Linked DNA regions of Mus musculus: region 1 is linked to region 2. The links are chromatin contacts, called in public HiChIP or PLAC-seq maps. All regions are on one chromosome and are shown on one strand. Each heading gives the region's core, a stretch centred on a gene start, on an enhancer-like site or on the middle of the called end of the contact. The rest is flanking DNA. Distances are from core to core; before and after follow the strand shown. Region 1 overlaps Phlpp1 (PH domain and leucine rich repeat protein phosphatase 1). Region 2 overlaps Phlpp1 (PH domain and leucine rich repeat protein phosphatase 1).

Region 1 (3,126 bases), core at 298-2,797, 75 kb after region 2:
AGCATAATTACTTAGATGTAGATGGAGGCACAGCAGGTGAGGTATTTGTTATCGACTTGAGTCTAAGATGTGCGGTTGACATTTATGCTTCAGTGTATGTAGATCTGATAATCCCTCAGGGTTCACCCTCAGTACATGGAAGTAATTTTAGAAGCTCATTGGCATTTCTCAGCATCTCACAACTACTCACATGTTGTGGCAGTCATTTTTATTTTTAAATTGCATTTCACTTTACATATTCGCCATTCATTTAAAACATTGGTTAGTATTTTATGATATGTAGATTTGCTGTATTTCCTATTTTTCATTAAAGCATATGACTGCAGTAATGGAGTTGATAATTAAGTGTTATATTTCCAAGGTAGCTTGTTATTTTTCTAAGTAATTTCATTCTTAAAAATTTTTATTGATCTTAAGGTTTTGGAAAACATTTTATTCTTAAAGATAGGTGGTACTCCCAAGGATAATGGAAACTGAAGAAGGATTTCATGGTGTATTTTTTGTGGACCATGTTTGTATCTTACCATCTAGTTTAGATTTAATTAGTGAATGCTAGTTCTGTTGGATGCTGTGAGTAGGTGGGAAATATGTTGAATTTGTAAGATCATGATAGTTTCCAGGATTATTGTGGTTTTGAAGTTCTTTTCTATTACTAAGAGCTCCTCTTCAAATAGTGCAATAAAGTTTACCTTACCGTGAAGTAAACTGCTCACACTGGCAGTCTGCTCGTAGGTTGAGTGGACCTTGCGCTCTTACTATCCTCCTGCAACCCCAACTCCTCCAAAGAAAGCCCCGGCTAGATGTGCCATGTGCCGTTATTAGTTTGGATTTCTAGATAGGCTATCAAGCAGCATGATACCTTCATTTCTGCAGCATTTACTTTTAGGATTTCAAAGTCAAAACACTATATTGTGCCTTGCATCTATTTAGGGCTCTGTTAAGTGAATTGCATAGTATTAATTACATGATATTAGGTTTTATAAACACTTTCAACTACACTGAACTGAAAAGTATTGCAATACTAGATATAGGTAGTAAATACTTAATCTTTGAATTAAAAAATGAAGAAAATTAGACTTATTTAGATTAGAGGTCAGTTGTACAGTCAATGGTTATTCCAAGAAGTATTGTCCCACTGGAGCCTCAACATGCTATAATTAGTCAAGATGGGATCATTATTGATTAACTTAGGCTCTGAGTCCAACAAGAAGTGAGGGTAAGACCGGAGTTAGACTGCAAGCTGAAGAGTGAGTGCCAAGAATTGTACCACCAGAATTCAAGAGCCGGGCATAAGGTAGTTTCTCTCTTAGAGCCCCCAGAACCAAATCCACCAACACCTTGACTTTGGACTTGTAGACTCTAGAGCTATGAGAAAATAAATTACTTAGGTCAATACAGTTCATGGTAGTTGTGCTGCCTCTGGGTCTAAGACTCGTTCTCAATAGAAGCTGGCTGCCTTCTTGCTTCAGGGGCCCTTTACTAGCAGCTCAGAGTCATTCCAGTATTGGGCAATGGGCTGCTTGCCACACTGTTGAAATCTGCGTGTTTGGACAGGCTTGCTTACAGGTTTTCATAGTTTTGGTTGCATGTTGGAAGAGCGGGAACCTAGTACCCTACTCTTAGCATTTCCAGATCTAGAAACTTGCTCCAGTGAGGGTATAGTTAGTTTGAATGTAACTGATGAAGAAATCTTAGTTAATGCAGCAACTGTACAGAGCAGGTAAAGTGTAATAGAATTTTTTTCTTTCAAGTTCTCTTGATTGAGTTTGTGGCTAATCTGTCCAGGCAGGGAGCTCCATTTCAGCTGACACAGGAACTTAGACTTCTGTCTTGTGGCTTACCCATGCCTGAGAGCCCTCAGAATCTGCTGGCCCCAGTCTTTCTGTCTGGGCAGTGGGTGGAAAGTATGTAGAGCACAGTGTAGCGTGGGCTGTTTCATAGGCAGTTCTGGAAATGGCATGTATGTCCCAGCCCACAGTTTGTTGGTCAGGACCAGTATACGACTTCAGTTGCATTCCAGGAGAGATGGAGAGATGTAACTATCACGTATATTCAGGAATTAAAATTCAAGTTGTTAAAAACTCACCAGTCTCAAGCTAAACAGCACATTGTAATTTTTGTACATTCATATAAAAATAGATCTATTTTGCATTGTGTAGTGCTTGCCATTTTAAAGTGACAATTACTTTTCCTGTGTGTACTCTAAGTATTTCCCACAGTTTTAGTGCCATGTTGATTAATGGCATTTTATGACTTGTATAACAATAAAATCTTTAATATTTCTAGAAGAGAAGCTTAAAATAATGTTGCTGTTAACTCTAGACAAATATTTTGTTCAGTTGTATAAACTGAAGATTATTAGAGAGTAGAAAGATTTGCTTTGAGACACCCATTTTCCTGTATTTTTTTTCCTTTTCCCAAAATTTCAGCTGAAATTTTGTTTGAATTATTTGCTACATAGTTGGGAATTGGGTTTCTTTGGGCCAAACAGATTCGTTGTGCTTATTTCTCTAGTAGGTAACTTAGAGAACACATAGTGTATTCCCCATATTAGGTTAGGTGTTGAGCTTGCACCTAGTGAAAAGTTTACAAATATTTTGCCTGCACTTGGCTCTACAAGTCAAGGGATGAGATTGGACTTGGACTCCAAAACACAATGGAAATGGAGATATAAAGCTACAAAAAGATCCCCTGGTAAATACTGTCTGGTTTTTGAATATGCCTCACAAGGAACTGAGTCAGTACTCTCGATTTGAAAGACTGTTCCATGTGGCTCTGTGATAGAAGGCTCTGCCACCCACGGTGGTCAACTGCAAGTGGAGTGTGGCGCTTTGAATCTGCTGCTGCTGCTGGGTGCTGAGGGCTGTTTGCTCTTGATGAATGTGCTCACCAGGGCACACAGCTCTTTCCTCCCTTCCTCCCTTTGTTTTCTTTCGTTCCTTTCCCCTTTTTGTTTTCTTGTGGTAAAAAGATATTTTTAAAGGTAAATTAGAGTGTGTTTTAGTAGAAATACAAAAGATTTTACCATAAAAACATATGGACTTCAACTCCTCTTTTTAGGGTATTTTCTTTCAATAAATAGTTCTTTACTTGTCTTACTCAAATGCAAATACTGGTGTCAGCAAA
Region 2 (3,267 bases), core at 669-3,168:
AAGGGAATTCCTAGAAGAAACAAATGGAGGCAGAACCCACTTGGATCCATGTTAACCTTGAACCATCCAGACATTTCCCTGAGACAGAAGGATGAGTGAAGAAAAAAGTTCTTGGATCTGGAGAGAGTGCTCAGCAATGAGGAGTACTCAGTGCTCACAGAGGACCCGGGCTTGGTCCCAGCACCCGTGTCAGGGGGCTCACAACTGTCTGTGACTCCAGTTTCAGTGGACCATGACCCCTTTTGGCCTCTACAAGTACCTCCATGCACAGGCAGTGCAAAACAACTCAGGCATGCTCACTTAAATAACCATAAATAAAACAAAATACTTCCTTTTTTAAAAGGAAAAGATTGTTTTTCTGAGAGTTCAGAGTTCGGACTCAGCTGGCTTCAGACTTTTTAGTGAATTGGAAGGTGGCACCAAGCCTTCATATTTGTTGTAGTGTACCTTTTCTTAAGTCAGCCAATCAGCTGATCAGTCTACCCTTAAATTGGAGACTTCTTGACTGTTTTCAACTGGTGCTGAATTTTCTAAAGGGCGAGCGTTCTGGGGCTCGGTGTGTGTGTCACAGTGCACTGGAAAGAGGGTGAGGATAAAGAGGAGATTAGGAACAGATTGCCAGGCATGGTCTTGTAGATTTGGCTCGGTTTGCATTGGGCAGGTTGTCGTGGTAGCAGTTTCTGATTCTCTCCTCACTTTGTCTCGAGTGTGTGCAGGAGAGGTGGAGATGGAGAGGAGGCAGCAGCGTGGTCAGACGCTTTCTGTCATGTAGTAAATGAGAGGCTGGGATTATGCCTTCTCTATTTCCTTTTTTGTTTGTAAAATCACTTCTGGATTACTTTTGAGAAAATTTTGGCTTTTTTTCCTTTTCCCTATGACTTGATTATATTTGAAGATAAGAACTGTTTGGTGAATATTATTTTTCATTTTTAGATTAATAAAGTGATTTAGAGTTTAAATCTGTTTACAAAGTTAGTATAAGACCATGATAAAATTTAAGTATATATGTATATGTGTGCCGTGTATGCAAACCAGATGATATAGTGCACAGTTAATGTATTCTAAATAATAAATACTGGCAAGAAACTAATGAACATGTGATTTTCCTTAATTATAAGCATAGAATTCCTATTTTGTGTTCATTATTGGACTATATGCAGAGATTTCAAAATGAGTTTTTGACATTATTTTGATTGCTTTTAAGAATAAATTCCTCAAATATGTATAAAATTTCCTAGATCATTTGGCTATTTTATGTTCAAGTTCCAATATTTTTATATATTTCTTATCTGCATGTATATGTGTATGGAAATCAGTGGTCAGTCGTGGGTGTGTCCACCTCTTTTTGAGAGCCTCTCTCTTCCTGGGGCTCTAGTCGAGCTGGAGTAGCCAGCAAGCCTTAGGGACCCTGCCTCTGCCTCTCCAGTGCTGGCTTCCAAGCGCTTGTGTGTGACAAGCACTTTACTAGTTGTCCCATCTCCCCTGCCCTGGCTTCCATAAATTTCTAGTAATAAACTTCTTAAGGACTATGGAAGAAACTCTTGCACGTGCCCCCGTGGCCAGCATGTGCCCCCTGTACGTCACTTGCTAAGCAGCAGGCTGTGTCTTCACCCTGTGCACACACTCTTTACTGACTGAACCACCTCCCTAACCCCAGCTTCCATAATTTCTAGTTCATTGCTTAACCACTTGGCTACAACTACAACTACAGGGTTTTAAACCGGCCATTCAGAAGAACCGTGAGTGTTAATTCTTCACCCGAAGCTGATGGATCGCCAGACAGAATGGTTGGGGAATTGAGCTTAATTTACCAGGACCTGGAATCCTGACAGGACTGCCCCCTGCTCAGGATAGCTGCACAGTTTTGCTGTTATTCACACAGGAACTTTGTTATTTACAGGCTTAGCAGTTTCTGGCATGAAGTTTTATTTGTGTTCAAAAGTCACTGATCAGTGGTAACAGGAACTTTAAAAATATGAGATACTGTTGTGCCCCTACCCACTCTGTCATCTCAAACAGTTATAGAGTGCTTGCCTTTGCTTTCAAGGTGGTATAAGGTGTTTTGGAGGTGGAGGGAAAACTTGAATCGGCCCCAGCTTTTTCAGAAGATTAACCAATTTGAACAAGGACACTGATTGTCATGAGAAAAGCACCAGGAGCATTCTTCCTCTTTCCTTTATGGTTTCTTGAACTTGGTGCTTGTAAAATGTCAGTCTATAATCAGATAGATAAGGCCCCTGCTCCCAGGACTTCAAAGTAAAGGGCGACTTTACCAACTATTAAGCCGGATCTGGTATCACCTTCCTGCAGTTTACCCCTTAGGAAGCAAAAAAGGAAAGTTGATGCAAATTCCCAGCCAGCCTGTTCTATAGAGCAAGACCATGTCTCACCTTCCATTCTCCTCAGAAAATTACTAAGTACTCATAGAAAGAGCCATTCGTAACTGTGATATGTGCCCCCAGGGGCAGGGTATGCTGTGCATCCTTCCTGTGAGCACTGAGTTTTAGATGGTGCTTAGAATAAATGATACATGAAAATGTGTTCAGGTAGAGGGGCAGATGTATGGAGGCCGAAGGCCTGAGGCTGGGAGCTCAGCATCTCTAAGGATCTAGGGGAAGACTTGGGACTGTTGGCAGACAGCAGGAACCTCAGTGTAGTCACTTACGGGGTGGAGGAGGTGGGGGATGGCTGCTTCTGCTTGTATAACATTTTGTTCACAGCTCTATTCCCCCACCTTAAGTATAGTACAGAATAGGTCAGTTTGCATTTTTTGTTGTGGCTGATGACATAGGCCTTAGAGGCACAGTTAGTGTTTTGGAATTGATTTTAAGAATAATAAATCATTCCATTGATTTTTTTTTTCTTTTAATGTTCTTTTAAGGATATCCTTTTTAAGGTCAGTTGTGTAACCATTAATCAAGTTGTAAATTTTCTTTTTATCACCACAGTAGGAGGGTTAGGAGGAAGAAAAGCCCAGAGCACCAGGAGCTGCTGCTCTTCATCCTTCTAGCATGCCCCAGCCACCTGCCCTTCCTCACCTGCCACACTGGGTGCTCCACTACGAGGGGCTGTGACTGAAGGGTAAAGACGTGTTCATTCTCGGTTGTCCTAATCTTTTTGAATAATCTCCTTACTTTTGAAGACATCCAATTATCAGGAACAGGAAAGAGGTAAAATGGTTTTAGGATTTCTTTACAATGGAAAAGTCTAACTTTTAAATTAATTAGAAAAGTGAGTATAACTCACGTGCAGCTTGTGGAGGACTTA

What was found. HiChIP or PLAC-seq counts read pairs in DNA pulled down with a chosen protein or histone mark.
Region 1: an H3K27ac HiChIP or PLAC-seq map of hepatocytes shows a contact between it and region 2, with 3 times the contacts expected there. The contact joins two enhancer-like sites. A contact is called at or near these places in 9 of 484 Hi-C or Micro-C datasets (embryonic stem cells, germinal center B cells, liver and 4 more), 3 of 115 datasets of contacts at active chromatin or transcription factors (embryonic stem cells, hepatocytes and liver) and 1 of 9 other capture datasets (adipose tissue).

What each region holds. Positions count from the first base shown.
Region 1 is chr1:106,266,719-106,269,844 of GRCm38.p6, forward strand. All of the region lies in intron 1 of Phlpp1 (PH domain and leucine rich repeat protein phosphatase 1), which reads left to right. Among named protein-coding and RNA genes, the nearest start is that of Phlpp1, 96 kb to the left of the region's middle. Within about 2 kb of position 1,548, at least 14 of the 459 cell types and tissues checked have an H3K27ac peak or open chromatin away from gene starts, as enhancers often do. A contact at or near this core is called in hepatocytes and liver, where this site is marked.
Region 2 is chr1:106,191,448-106,194,714 of GRCm38.p6, forward strand. The region is part of intron 1 of Phlpp1 (PH domain and leucine rich repeat protein phosphatase 1); the gene reads left to right. Among named protein-coding and RNA genes, the nearest start is that of Phlpp1, 21 kb to the left of the region's middle. Within about 2 kb of position 1,919, at least 9 of the 459 cell types and tissues checked have an H3K27ac peak or open chromatin away from gene starts, as enhancers often do. A contact at or near this core is called in hepatocytes and liver, where this site is marked.